Regions from separate parts of the Oryctolagus cuniculus genome. Here region 2 is linked to region 1. Evidence: chromatin contacts called from public Hi-C data. All regions are on one chromosome and are shown on one strand. The core of a region is the stretch at or near the end of the contact, and the rest is flanking DNA. Distances in the headings are between cores, read along the strand shown.

Region 1 (7,019 bases), core at 3,203-5,702:
CAGACCACGAGACTCTAAGAACACAAGCGTGTCCAAAGGGAGAAAGACCATGAAAGAGATGATTAAGGTCCTCTTCCAAGGGAGAGAGCATAGCATGAAACAGTGGACCTGGGCGTGGTCTCGAGTCGGACCGAGGACTTCACACTCCAGCTCACCAGTGCGCGGCTGTGCGACCTGGGTCACGCGACTTACTGTGTGCCTGCAGCAGGAAATGGAGCAGGTGTGTAATGCATTCTTATCATTTCCTCCCATCTCCTCTTTGCTTTCTCCTCCCCCTGGACGGCCCTAGCTTTGCATCTCCCAAAGAGCGTCAGCCTTGATCTGCGCCTCTGACTAGTTTCTAGGATAGAGTAAGTACTGCTGAGGACAATGAGGAGGAGGAGGGCAGAGACAAAGAGAGCGTAGTTCTCTGTGCTTCGGTTTCCTTATCTGAGGGTGGGCATTTAGCTGAGTGGTTAACACACCTGCACCCCGCATCAGAGTACCTGGGTTTGATACCTGGCGCCAGCTCCTCACTCCAGCTTCCCACAAAGGCAGACCCTGGGAGGCAGCAGTGATGGCTCAAGTAACTGGGTTCCTGCCTCCAACATGGGAGTCTGGATTGAATTCCAGCTTCAGGCTGGCCCAGCCTGGGGTTTTGTGGGCATTTGGAGGATGAACCAGAGGGTGGGAGTGCTCTCTCTCTCTCTCTCTCTCTCTATATATATATATATATATATATCTTTCTCTGTCTCTCAAATGTGTGTGGGTACAGTGGTTAAGACATTGAAACATATGTATCTCATGTCAGAGATCTGGGTACATTTAAGTCCCAGGCACAGTTCTAATTTTTTAATTTACATATTTATTTGAAAGGCAGAGTGACAGACAGAAAGTGTAAGAGTGAGAGAGAGAGACCTTCCATTTGCTAGTTTACTCCCCAAATGGCTGCAACAAGCAGAGCTGGGCCAGGCTGAAGCCGGGAGTCAGGAACTCCATCCTGGTCTCCCACAAGCGCGGCAGGGGCCAAGTTCTTGGGACCCCTTCCATTGCCTTTCCAGATCAGCAGTAGCTGGATTGGACACACATGGGTGCTCGATTATCGGTGCCAGTGTTGCAGGCTGCAGCTCAGCCGCAACACCAGGCCCCCAGGTGTGGCTTGATTCCAGCTTCCCACTGAGGCATCAGACGGTGGCTCACACACATGGGTCCCTGCCACCCTGGTGGAAACTCGGATTGAGCTCTAGGTTCTTGGCTTCAACCTGACCAAGCCCTGGCTTTTGTGAGCTGCTAGGGAGTGAACAAATGGATGGCAGATTCTCCCCTGTTGCTGTGGATTCGTTCTGAGAGGATTGCCATGGGGGCAAGAGGGGCGGAGTCACCACACAGACCCCGGGAGTTGTGTGGAAGCAGGCCAGAGGCGAGCAGCCTGCAGTCTCATTTATTTCAGTTGGTACAGCAGTTTATATAGACAAGGCAACCAATCCAGCCAAGGGGCGGTCTGTGCCCGAACCAATCACAGCCTGTTGCTAGGCAGCTCCATTGCCAGGTGGTTTCCCAGGGGGTTTCCGAAGCCATTCCTGAGTAACTGATGCTCACTTGCCAGCAGCCATCGTAGCATGGCCTTCTCACTCCACCACACTCCCCTCCCCTTCAAATAAAAAACATGAATATAAATACATTAAATCATGTAATGGACATAAACTCTTAGAACCGTACCCAGTCCAGGACAAGAACGGTATGACCTGGGGAGCCCTTGTTTGCCCTCTGGACGGTGAAAGTGGCTGACTGACAGCATCTACCAGGATTCAGGCTCTGCTCCATTTTTCTAGAGTCAAGTTGCCATAAGAAATGTGTGCGTGGCTCTTTCTGAAGGACGCAAGCAGCAAGTGTGGCTTCGCGTGTTCCCACACCTTTCTCATCTTCCAGGGGGTGCCCACGTGCCTTGGCTATGGCCCTACATTATTCCCAGCATCGACTTCCCTCTTCACAGCTTCTTTTCCTTACTCCAAACTGCCCTTCCCCACCCCACTCCTGCCCCTGTAAAGCTCGTGTGATTCCTTTGGGCCCATCGGGAGAACCCAGGCTTCGATCCCCATCTTAAGATCCTTAATTGAGTTGCACCTGTCAAATCCATTTAGCCATGTAAGATAGCAATTGTAGGCTCCAAAGACAATGATGTTGACATCTGTGTATGTGAGATGAGGGAGAGGTATCATTATTTGCTTACCATACCGGGCAAGAAGTTTGTCTCACTTGTGGTACGTATGTTTTTCTGAATAATACATAGGCAGTGTAGGCTACTTTATCACGGATGCTCTTTTCTCGTTGAATAGCAGTAGGCGTCCTAGATGCCTTTGAAAAGACAAGGGTACTGATATGCTATTTCTCTCCGATGAATGACGAATTGGTGATAAGAATGGTGACTTTTTGGCCGGTGCCGCGGCTCACTAGGCTAATCCTCCACCTGCGGCACTGGCACCCTGGGTTCTAGTCCCAGTCGGGGCACCGGATTCTGTCCCGGTTGCTCCTCTTCCAGTCCAGCTCTCTGCTGTGGCCCGGGAGTGCAGTGGAGGATGGCCCAAGTGCTTGGGACCTGCACATGGGAGACCAGGAGAAGCACCTGGCTCCTGGCTTCGGATCGGCGCAGCGCGCCAGCCGTAGCAGCCATTTGGGGGGTGAACCAATGGAAGAAAGACCTTTCTCTCTCTCTCTCTCTCTTACTGTCTAACTCTGCCTGTCAAAAAAATAATAAAGAAAAAAAAGAATAGTTATTTTTTGAGAACATACAAGGACTGTCTAAACCTGCATTTTTTGTTTTTTAAAACTTTGTTTACTTATCTATTTATTTTAGCTGAAATGGAGAGAGAGAGAGAGAGAGAGAAACTTCCATCCACTAGTTCATTCCCCAAATGACCGTAACATCCAGGGCTGGCCCGGGAGCCTGGACCTCAGTCCAGGTCTCTACAGGGTGGCAGGGACACAAGAGTTGGAGCCGTCACCTGCGGCCTCCCAGGGTGCACATTAGCAGGAAGCTGGATCAGAAGCAGAAGAGGGGTCTGGTGTGTGGCACAGTGGAAAAAGTCACTGCCTATGACATCGGCACCCCATGTGGGTGCTGGTTCATGTCCCTGCTGCTCCACTCCTGCTCCAGCTTCCTGCTTTTGGCCTGGGAAAGCAGCAGAGGATGGTCCAAGTGTTTGAGCCCCTGCACCATGTGGGAGACCTGGATAAAGCTCCTGGCTCCTGCCTTCAGCCTGGAGCAGTCCTGGCCGTTGTAACTGTTTGGGGAGTGAACCAGTGGATGGAAGATTCCTATATATTGTCTCTGTGTTTCTCCCTCTCTCTCTGTAACTCTGACATTCAAATAAATAAATCTTAAAAAAAAAAAAAAGCAGGGGAGCCAGGACTCTCCAATCATGTGCTCATTTTATGAAATGTGGATGTCCCAAGAGGCAATTGACCTGTGGTGTCAAACGCCTACCCCTGAGGCCCTACAATGCCGACAGCTTGATGACATCCAAGGCACCGCAGCCACTCCCAAGACGGGTAGAATTTTGGCAAGCAGTGACCCAGAACCTGGCAGTGGGCTGCATGGGCTTTTTATGCTTTTACATATCCTGCCCCCATGACACATGGCGGCAACAAATGATGGCGTTAGGGCAGAACACGTAAGAAAACAGGCTCTGGAGTCAGCCAGGGCCAGAATCCTGGTTCTTCTGGCTCTGCTATTGACTCCTTGTGTGACCTTGGATGACCTTGCTTAATGTGTCTAATCACGCGTTCTCTTATCTACACAATGGAGATAAGAGTTGACAGGTGTGTTGTTAGGATTACAGGAGGCGATGGACGCAAAGTCCTCAGCACAGGTCTGATGCACAATAATTAGTATTCAGTAAATAACTATTGTTTATTATAACTGGAACACATCTCGGGAAAGATATTAAAGCGAATTACACCATCTGACACAGCAAAATAGCCTACAACCGCCTATAAACCTCTCCCCAGAGTCCCACCCATCACAACCACTACTTCCAGAATGACTCTTCTTGAGCTCGTTGCTAACTTCCAACCTCTCTGGGTCTCTTCTCTCCTTTTGACTCACTTCCACCAGGCATCTCCCGTATGGAGTCTTACGTAGGCTCATTTCATCCTCTACCCATTCCACTGATGAGTACGACAAAGGCACAGCACTGAACAACACAAAGACCCTGAGAAGGGGCTGGAAGTGCTGAGCACAAGTCTGTGGGTTCTTACACTGCTCTGTTTTCACACTGGAACTTCCTTTATCACCCTCACCGTCTCCCCACGCGCAGCCTTGTTCCGCCTGCCACATGTTTGGAGAGCCATATAGATTGAGCTTAGTGATGTTCAGTTTAGACTTCGGAGACCTTGATGCGCTTCTCTGATCTGTGCCGCAGCGAGCGCTCTGGACAGCTCCTCCGTAGTGCCGGGCTACAGGTTTCCTCTACTCAACGAGGACACCCAGAGGCCGCATGGGACGTAGCACCTGCCCGGAAACTTCCAGCTGGTTCCATCGGAAGTCACAAAGCCCAGGTCCAACCAGTCACCTAGAATATGTGTTCACGTGGAGCTCGCCCTCAAGGGAAGACTGGAAGCAGGTGCACTTCTTTCCCTGGCACAGGCATGCGTTGTAAGGTGCAGAAGAGCTTTTAAATGTGATGGATGGGGACGCCAGAAACCAAGGACGTGCTGGGGACGCTTGGGGACATTTGCGCGGTGACTGAGTGCCGGTGGAGGTTGCTGAGTGGTTTTCTTTTCTTTTCTTTTTTTTTTTTCTTTTTTTGACAGGAAGAGTGGACAGTGAGAGAGAGAGAGAGACAGAGAGAAAGGTCTTCCTTTGCCGTTGGTTCACCCTCCAATGGCCGCTGCAGCCGGTGCACTGAGCTGATCCGAAGCCAGGAGCCAGGTGCTTCTCCTGGTCTCCCATGGGGTGCAGGGTCCAAGCACTTGGGCCATCCTCCACTGCACTCCCTGGCCACAGCAGAGAGCTGGCCTGGAAGAGGGGCAACCGGGACAGAATCCGGCGCCCCGACCGGGACTAGAACCTGGTGTGCCGGCGCCGCTAGGCGGAGGATTAGCCTAGTGAGCCACAGCGCCGGCCTGCTGAGTGGTTTTCTTAGGCGTGACCCTAGCGTCAAGCTACGGAGCAGGACACTGCTGTTGTCGGGTCACGTAGGCTCAGGTGTGGACGGTGACCGAGGAGGATGTCCCAAGCTCCGTCCCGAGGTTTTGGCTGAAGGGAAGGGTCATTAGGAGGGAGGTGGATCAGAGGTGGAGATTCTGGTAGCATAGGTGGTGGCTTTACCCGTTATGTCACAGCCGGTCCGTGAAACTGATTATCTTTAGCTCTACTGTATTTTTAGAAAATCTAGACTGCTCAACTGAAGAGTTTTTAGAATCGATGTGACACACCTGTGTAAGCAGGTGTGGCCAGGTGCCACCCCATGGCGTGTCTACGTGGGGGACATGGAAACTCATTACACGGTTCTTTCTGCTGTTCTGTACATTTAACTTTTTTTTTTTTTCCCAAAATAAAAGGATGAGGATGTAAAAGCCTCAAAGGCACTTAACCTGAACTTGCTCGAGCACTGTGGCCTCCGTTGTGTTGTCTTGCGTGTGCTGGAGTTTAACCAGCACGTTGTAGTCACTCGCGTGGTCATCTCCTGTTCTCCGTGTCACCCTGCAGCACACACATTCTTGCTGGTGCAAGAAATGAAAGAGATACAACACTCAGCAGCTCCGCTGGGGTGCTGGGTTCTGTCTGGCCCTACTGAGGGCCTGGAGGTCTTTCCTTCCTTCCGCCCTGCCCCTGCCCCACTTCCCGGGGCTGACTCAACGTTTATCCTCCGCATTCCCATGCTGGGAACACCTCCCTCGCCCTGGCCCTGTGTTCACAGGTCACTTCCCCCGCATGAGCACTATGGATAGGCTATTCTAGCTGTTTGCTTTCTTGACCTGACTGCCCTGAGAGCTACACTTTCCTTGAGGAGAAGGGAATTTTATCTGCCTTTTCACAGCTGTATCCTCACCCTCGGAGAGTTTCAGGCACACAGCAAGGAAAAGCTCAATAAATACTTGGCAAGTGAATGGCCAACGCTAGTGTGATCAGCTTTTTAGAGAACCATATAGCCATACTAGGAACCCTTCCAAATAAGTAAACATGTAACCATGCAGAGGTCAGCATCAATATGAATGGGTGTTTATTTGATACCAAAGGGGTTTTTATTAAAATTAAGGTAAAATCATCTTCTAAAAAGAAATCAATCATTTCATAATATTGTCTTTTTCTGAAGAAAGATTCTCTACTTCTCAAATAAATCTTTTTTTTTATTTTTTGACAGGCAGAGTGGACACTGAGAGAGAGAGACAGAGAGAAAGGTCTTCCTTTGCTGTTGGTTCACCCTCCAATGGCCGCCGCGGCTGGCGCGCTGTGGCCGGCGCACCACGCTGATCCGATGGCAGGAGCCAGGAGCCAGGTGCTTCTCCTGGTCTCCCATGGGGTGCAGGGCCCAAGCACTTGGGCCATCCTCCACTGCACTCCCTGGCCTGGAAGAGGGGCAACCGGGACAGAATCCGGCGCTCTGACCGGGACTAGAACCCGGTGTGCTGGCGCCGCAAGGCGGAGGATTAGCCTAGTTAGCCGCGGCGCCAGCCTCAAATCAATCTTTATTATGGTTTATACTTATTTTTTAATTAGCACTTTTCTGATCAACATATTTCATCCATAACCCACTGCACCACAATGCCTGCCCCCCCCCCCCCCCCCGTCTTTTGATGTTGTTGTTTTTCAGGATGACTGGCCCAGTGATTAACACAATACTTGGGACACCTGCATCCTATGTTGGAGTGCCTGGGTTCAAGTGCGGGCTTTGCTCGTGATCCAGCTTCCTGGTGGTGCACATTCTAGAAGGCTGTAGATGATGTCGTAAGTGCCCACGTCCCTGCTACCCATGTGGAAGGCCCAGATGGAGTTCCAGGCTCCAGGCTTCATCCTGGCCCAGACTCAGCTGATGGGG
Region 2 (7,019 bases), core at 2,094-4,593, 150 kb before region 1:
AACCACTAATAACAGTAATCGTGATCTGAGGGACTTGCTGACGCGAATGCTCCCAGACACAAAGGCTAAGAGGCCAAGTGTCCACTGCCCTTTGCAGCCCTGTAATTGACGCCTGCTGGTATTTCCTGGACTCCTGGATGCACTCTCTCCTTTGTGCTTTGCAGTTATTTCCGGGAGGCGCACGAAATGCAGCAAGCCCGTCGTTTCTTCTGCACAGATGAGAAAACTGGACTTCAGAAAAGCTAACTGATCTGCCCACCGAGGGTAGGCTTCAACGCTGCTTCCAGATGAGGCCAGGGGCTTACAGGGGGTCGATGGACAGGTGAAGAATACTCACAGAACGGGCAGGCCACAGTTGTCACGGGCAAATGCTGACACAGGTGACAATGTTAGGGATGACGTAAACAACAAATAACATTCGCTGACCTGCTCCACACAGTGCAGAGGTGAGGGGTTCCTTCGAGGAAGGCAACCAATTAATAAGCATTCATTCCTCCAGGTCTCCCAGCTCCCTTGCTCTCTCCTCCAGGATGTAGTAAAAGATACGCACACAGATCCAAGGGACATGAAACACACTCTACCTGCACTGCCTTGCCTTCTCAGTAGGCAGCGACAAGCAGTGTGACAGCACAGGGACCAAGGCACAAAGCCACACAACCAAATTTAAACGCACAAAGGTATGTACAGCCAGCATTCACCACCATCCTACTGATGAGCAGACCCAAAGTAGTGGTCATATGCCCTTCTGGACTGTGCTCTTACTCACCAAAGATACTGCAAGTTGCAGGGCCGGCACTGTGGCATTAGTGGGTTAAGCCACTGCCTGCAGTATCAGCATCCTGTACGGGCACTGGTGTGAGTCCCGGCTGCTCCACTTTCGAGCCAGCTCTCTGCTTATGTGCCTGGGGAAGCAGCAGAGGACAGTCCAAGTGCTTGGGCCTCTGCACCCACATGGGAGAATAGGAAGAAGCTCCTGGCTCCTGGATTTGGCCTGACCCAGCTCCCACTGTTGGGGCCATTTGGGGAGTGAACCAGTGGATGAAAGACCCTTCTCTCACTCTCTCTAAATCTGCCTTTCAGAATAAATAAACCTTAAAAATATATATAAATATATACTGCAAGTTTCATAATGTATGAATCAATCACTTTCCCCATCCTAACCCTCCCATGGAACTCCTATGAGATAAGAAAACGACTCTTTATCTCCATATAATCTGCCATCTTCCCTCTTTACCTTCCAGCTCCTGTTAGGGAGACAGGATGGTCAATCAGGTATTTGAATTTATTCCTTCGAACAGGGTGATGCCAGACATGGTCCACAGGGCGAGGAAGGGTACCCTGGGGAAAAGCAAAAACACATGAATGCCCAGCAGAGGGCGCTCCAGCCAAATAAATCGACTCAGTTCTGCATATCTACATTAAGGGCATTTGGATACTCTGGAAAAAATTAGAGTGGAATTCTTATTTATTTACTAATTGGAGAAAGATTGAAACTAGAACAATTCTATAGTAAACAAAAAATACTAAGAGTAATAATGATCATTTTGGTAAATATACATAAAAACAAGTTAATGCAGAGATTCGTCTTAAAAACATTCTACCAAAGATCTGAGTTTTCGATCTAGGAAATTAAAATTTTTTTAAAGGGAGCGGGCAGTTAGACAAGCAACCAAGATGCCCACGCTCCACAGTGGAGCGCCCGGGGTTCAATTCCTGGCGCCAGGTTCTTCCGACTCCAGCTTCCTGCCAGAGCAGACTCAAGTCAACTGGGTTCCTGCCACTCCCAGGACAGACCTGGGTTGAGTTCCCAGCTCCTGACCTTGGCCCCACTCCAGCCCAAGCTGTTCTGGGCACTTGGTGAGTGGATCAGCAGATGGGAGCTCTCGCTTGCTCTCTCTCACTCCCTGATTCTCAAAGATAGAACAAAAAGATTGGAAGGCCACCTGTAATATCTACCACCCCTCGACAAACAGCTAGTGAGCTGGATAACAAAAAGATAACAACCCCAGGGACTCTCTTGGCGCACGTATGCACGCACCTTTGGGGTTTTACTTTTCCTAAGGGGCAGTAAGTGTTCGGGACAGGGCCCAGCGTGGGCTGCGTAGGTCAGAGAGAGAAGAACTTCCTCAGGAATCGACTCGTCCCTCAGTGACACGGGAAGGGGTCTGGAATGATCCAGCATGTTTTTTTTCTCCTTTAGCTCAGGAAGACCTAAGAAAATACATAAGGGAAAGAAAAGCTAGTTTTTCAGAGAGCTGAACAGAGCCTTCTAGAACCACCTCGCCAGCCCCATCCGTGTGTCTCTAACACAGCCACTGGCTTCTGGTCCAGGAGAACAGCAGCGATATTCAAAACGCTGAACGCCAGCCAGCCAAGAGAAACACCGTCAGAGCCCATTAAGCCACCTGGGCCGGCCAGAACCTGTTAGGTCACTGGGCCTGAACCCCCAGGCCTGAGAGGGCCGGGCGCAGACGGATCAATCTCTGCCGCGAGCCTGGGGCAGTCCAAGCTGCAGGGACGATACACTGCAAACTCCAGCAAGGAGGCTCTCTGGGCATCCACGCCCCCTCCTCAGGTGCAGGTGGCGCTCTGCACCTGCCCAGCAAGCAGCTTAAGAAGGGGCTCTGTGGGGCCACCGCTGGTTAATGCCCTGGCCTGAAGCGCGCCGGCATCCCATATGGCCGCCGGTTCGAGTCCCCGCTGCTCCATTTCTGATCCAGCTCTCAGCTAACAGCCTGGGAAAGCAGTAGAAAATGGCCCAAGCAGCTGGGCCCCCGCCACCCACGCGAGAGCAGATCCGCGCGGGGCTCTCAGCTCCTGGCTTCGTCTGCCCGGGCCGGCCGCTGTGGGCATTGGGGCGGGAATCGGCAGATGGGTGGTCTCTGCCTTTCAAACAGACAACACAAAAAACAAAGCCGGCCGGAACCGGGGCTGCGGGACCCTTGGAGTCACCTCCCGGCTCTTCCTTGGCCAGGGCCGCTTTGAACGGTTTGTCCTCTAACGGCGGCGTCTTCGGGAGCGACATCACCGGCCGCGGCTGCAAACACGCCTCCGGACAGAGAACTCAGAAACCAATGGCTTCGTCCTGAGAAAAAAGCCAAAACCCACGCGAGGCCCGTCAGGCGCGCCGCTTCAGACGCGCGGTTTCGGCTCACCGCCGCCCCGGCTGCCCGCTGCGGGGCGCCCCGCGTTCTCGCGGGGTGCGGGGACTGAGACACCCGCAGCGCGTCGGGCTCTGGGCGCCCCGTCCCCCGCAGGCGTCCCCCTCACGCGCGCCTCAGGAAACGGACGCCGGCGACCCGCCCTCGCCAGCCGCGCACGCGCCGGCGCCCGGCGGCCGCGCCGTTTCCCGGGACGCCTGCGTCGTCATGGAAACGCAGGACCCCGCGCCTTAGCAACCGCGGCGTGGGCTGCCCTCGGCGGTGCCTGCGGACGACGCTCCAGCAGGCCCCAGCCGGCATCGCTCGCTGGGCGTCACCGCCTGCGTTCCGACAAACGCTTCCTGGGGGTGCAGTCGCCGCCTACCAGCGGGTCTCGGGCCCGGCCAGTGCCCCGGGGAGACCCTGCGCCCCGGCGCCCCGAGTGTCCGTCTCACTGGTGCCCGGGCCCTCGGTGTATCTGGAGATGAGTCGCATCGTTGCGCTTTGTGTCTCCAGATTTAAGCCCCTGGTCCCGTGTGTGCAGGTGAGCATCGGTGAGAAACAGGGCGGAGTTCAGAACAGCAGGCTCTCCGGACGTGGGGAGTCCCTCTCCCACAGTGCCGGCCAGCTCACCGGTGCGGGACCACCTGCTGGGAGTGGGCACGGACGACCAGGCTGGAGGAGGGCTCTGGAGAAGAGGCCATTTAGGACCTAGGGGCACACCGTTTGCAGTGCCAGTAAGACATCTGTGAGGCCGGCGCTGTGGGGTAGCGGGTAAAGCCGCCATCTGCAGTGCCGGCATCCCATATGGGCGCCAGTTCGAGTCCCGGCTGCTCCTCTTCCGATCCAGCTCTCTGCTGTGGCCTGGGAAAGCAGTGGAGGATGGCCCAAGTGCTTGGGCCCCTGCACCCGCGTGGGAGACCAGGAAGAAGCTCCTGGCTCCTGGCTTTGGATCAGCCCAGCTCCGGCCGTTGCGGTCATCTGGGGAGCGAGCCTGCGGATGGAAGACCTCTCTCTGTGTCTCTACCTCTCCCTGTAACTCTTTGATATAAATAAAATAAAAATCTTTAAAAAATTACATCTGTGGTGTGCGCCGCGGCTCACTAGGCTAATCCTCCGCCTAGCGGCGCCGGCACACCAGGTTCTAGTCCCAGTCGGGGCGCCGGATTCTGTCCCGGTTGCCCCTCTTCCAGGCCAGCTCTCTGCTGTGGCCCGGGAGTGCAGTGGAGGATGGCCCAGGTGCTTGGGTCCTGCACCCCATGGGAGACCAGGAGAAGCACCTGGCTCCTGGCTTCGGATCGGTGCAGCACCGGCCACAGCGCGCTGGTTGTAGCGGCCACTTGGGAGGGGGGTGAACCAACAGAAAAAGGAAGACCTTTCTCTCTCTCTCTCTCTCTCAACAACTCTGCCTGTCAAAAAAAAAAAAAAAATGACATCTGTATGGAAATGGGAGGTAACTCCTTGATTCTACATGAAAGTACTTCAAAAAGTCTGTGGAAAATTAAAAGCTTATTTTGGTCCAATTTGTTTTTTTAAATCCACACATGGTGTTTCATTATACACTTCCGTGAACTTTTTCGTGTATGTGGCTCTGAAGCCCTTAGTGATAGGGCTAAAGTTAAATAGATGAGAACATCAACAAGAAATATGACAAGACAAACTGTTGAAGAATAGAATTGCTACTCCTGGGGAATAATTCTGAATTGCACTAAGGAAACCCTAAAATGGCATAAGGTAAAATATCGAGGTCTTCGATGGAAAATGCCATAGCAAAATGTAAGATGACCAGTTAAGAGTTTTCCTAGAATGCACCAAGACAGGCAAAGTAATGGTTAGTCATTTTTTTTTTTTTTATTTGAAAGAGTTACACAGAGAGAGAAGGAGAGGCAGAGAGAGAGAGAGAGAGAGGTCTTCCATCTACTGGTTCACTCCCCTGATGGCCGCAACGGCCAGAGCTGCGCCGATCCAAAGCCAAGAGCCAGGAGCTTCTTCCCAGTCTCCCACGTGGGTGCAGGGGCCCAGGAACTTGGGCCATCTTCCACTGCTTTCCCAGGCCACAGCAGAAAGCTGGATTGGAAGTGGAGCAGCCAGGACTTGAACCAGCGCCCACATGGGTACCAGCACTGCAGGCAGCAGATTTACCCACTATGCCACAGCGCCGGCCCCATGGTTAGTCATTAGCAGGGCCAATTATACCTATCGGTGTTCGTGACTTTTGTCCCAGCTTAACACCAGGTAGCAGTAGGCCCTTCTTCGGAGAAAATACCTCATTAGCCAGCGTGGTCACCAAACATACCCTCAGCTGGGGGGTGGGGGGTTGGGTGTGCTTTTGCATCACAGCTCTTTTACCAACCCATTTTCTCAACATGTGGGCAGGAATTTATATGCGTGTCTGCAGGCACTCACAAACAGCACGCAGAGTTCCCTGGAGTCAGAGTGGGAAGGAGGCCAGCGTTTGTATCTAACGTATCTTTAAAGCAGAGGTATCAGAAACTTCTTTTAAAAGGAGACAGACATTAGGCACTGCTCAGCCAAACACTTCCCAAGGGGAAGAGTAACTTCTAGAACTGCCTCCACACAAGGCGGGTATCCCTGAAACGGAAATGATGCCTAGATTGTCATTGCATGCCACTATTCCTCCCACACATGGGTGTGCCTACAGGAAGAAATGTGTGTGCACAGGCCAGCCACGTGGTACTGGTGCACTCGGCAAGAACCAAATCCTCCTTCTCATCACAAAGTGGGGTTTCTACAGAGAGCAAACTCAGGGGTCATGTCAGCCTTCTCACAGTGAATCCACAGACAGGCACACACATTTTCCCAAGAAGACGCATGAGCCTGGTGAGCTGGGGTCCACACGTGTGCAAGCCATCTGAGCCTGCAAGGTCAGTTGCCACGCTGTGGCTTTGCTCCTGGTGGCAGGGAGTCACTGGGTCCAGGAAACAGGACACAGCTGATTTCCAGAAGGACTTTCCCTTTGCCTGCCCCTCTGGCACTGCAGGGGCTGCTGGGGAGGGCTGGGCCATCCAGAACTAGACTTGGCTGCTGCTACGATCGGAGCTTCTGCAGAAGCAAAGTCCTAACAATGTCACGTACTGATCACGATGGTCCCCACTCTGCGACTGTTGGCAGGAGGGCTTCCTAGTCCACGGGTGCTGCTTTGATGAATGCCTGAGACTGCGTCATTGATAAAGAGCCCATTTATGTCCCACAGTTGTTCAGATCGGGGAGTGGGAGATCAAGGCGTGCTCAGCTGTGCCCTCTGGTGGCCGAAGGAGGAAGCACAAGAGCCAAAGCGGCAGGACAAGGTGACCAAGGTGACCACAGGGACAACAGCTGAATTTGAGGACTCCCTCAAGCCTAAGGGGAGGCATCATTATCTTGCTCAAAACTGGTTTGCCCTGGTCTTAAAGGGCATGCATCCACGCCAACGATCGTCACCTTTTCAATGGAACCCTAAAGTCCATTTCTAGCTGTTGCAGGCAGGGCCTTCTTAGAAATACAGGGGTTTTACAAGCAAGTAAAAGGATCAAGTAACCAGGCCCACAGCAGGGAGAAGCCCGCTCAAGTCAGCTAGGGTCACTGCTCTTGTTGTTTTAATGTAATGTAAGCCTACAACAGGGCCACTCTCCAGTTCTTTTGTCATTTGTTCCATTGCTGGGAGGAGAATGGCCCTGTTACCTCCCTCCTCCGGGATACTTTCAGCATCTAAAGCTGATGGAGATTAAGATGAAAAGTGGTTCTGCATCTACTTAAGATACTTTATCTTGTGAGACAGAGGGCTCCCGTCCACTGGTACTCTCCCAAATGCCAGGAGGCAGGAGCTCAATCAGGGTCTCCTGTGAGCGTCAGGGAGCTGCCTCCCAGGGTGCACCTTAG

What was found. A called contact is a pair of places that touch in the nucleus more often than the background predicts.
Region 2: a Hi-C map of an unstated tissue shows a contact between it and region 1, with 5 times the contacts expected there. The contact joins the promoter of AXDND1 here to the enhancer-like site in region 1. A contact is called at or near these places in 2 of 6 Hi-C or Micro-C datasets (psoas muscle and an unstated tissue).

The regions. Positions count from the first base shown.
Region 1 is chr7:7,441,599-7,448,617 of mOryCun1.1, reverse strand. No RefSeq gene overlaps it. Among named protein-coding and RNA genes, the nearest start is that of ABL2, 22 kb to the right of the region's middle. Within about 2 kb of position 4,452, at least 1 of the 8 cell types and tissues checked has an H3K27ac peak or open chromatin away from gene starts, as enhancers often do.
Region 2 is chr7:7,585,727-7,592,745 of mOryCun1.1, reverse strand. AXDND1 (axonemal dynein light chain domain containing 1) reads right to left here and starts at 3,343. Exons shown (of 26, transcript XM_070077203.1): 1 at 3,277-3,343; 2 at 2,953-3,085; 3 at 2,039-2,211; 4 at 1,235-1,338. The coding sequence starts at 3,025.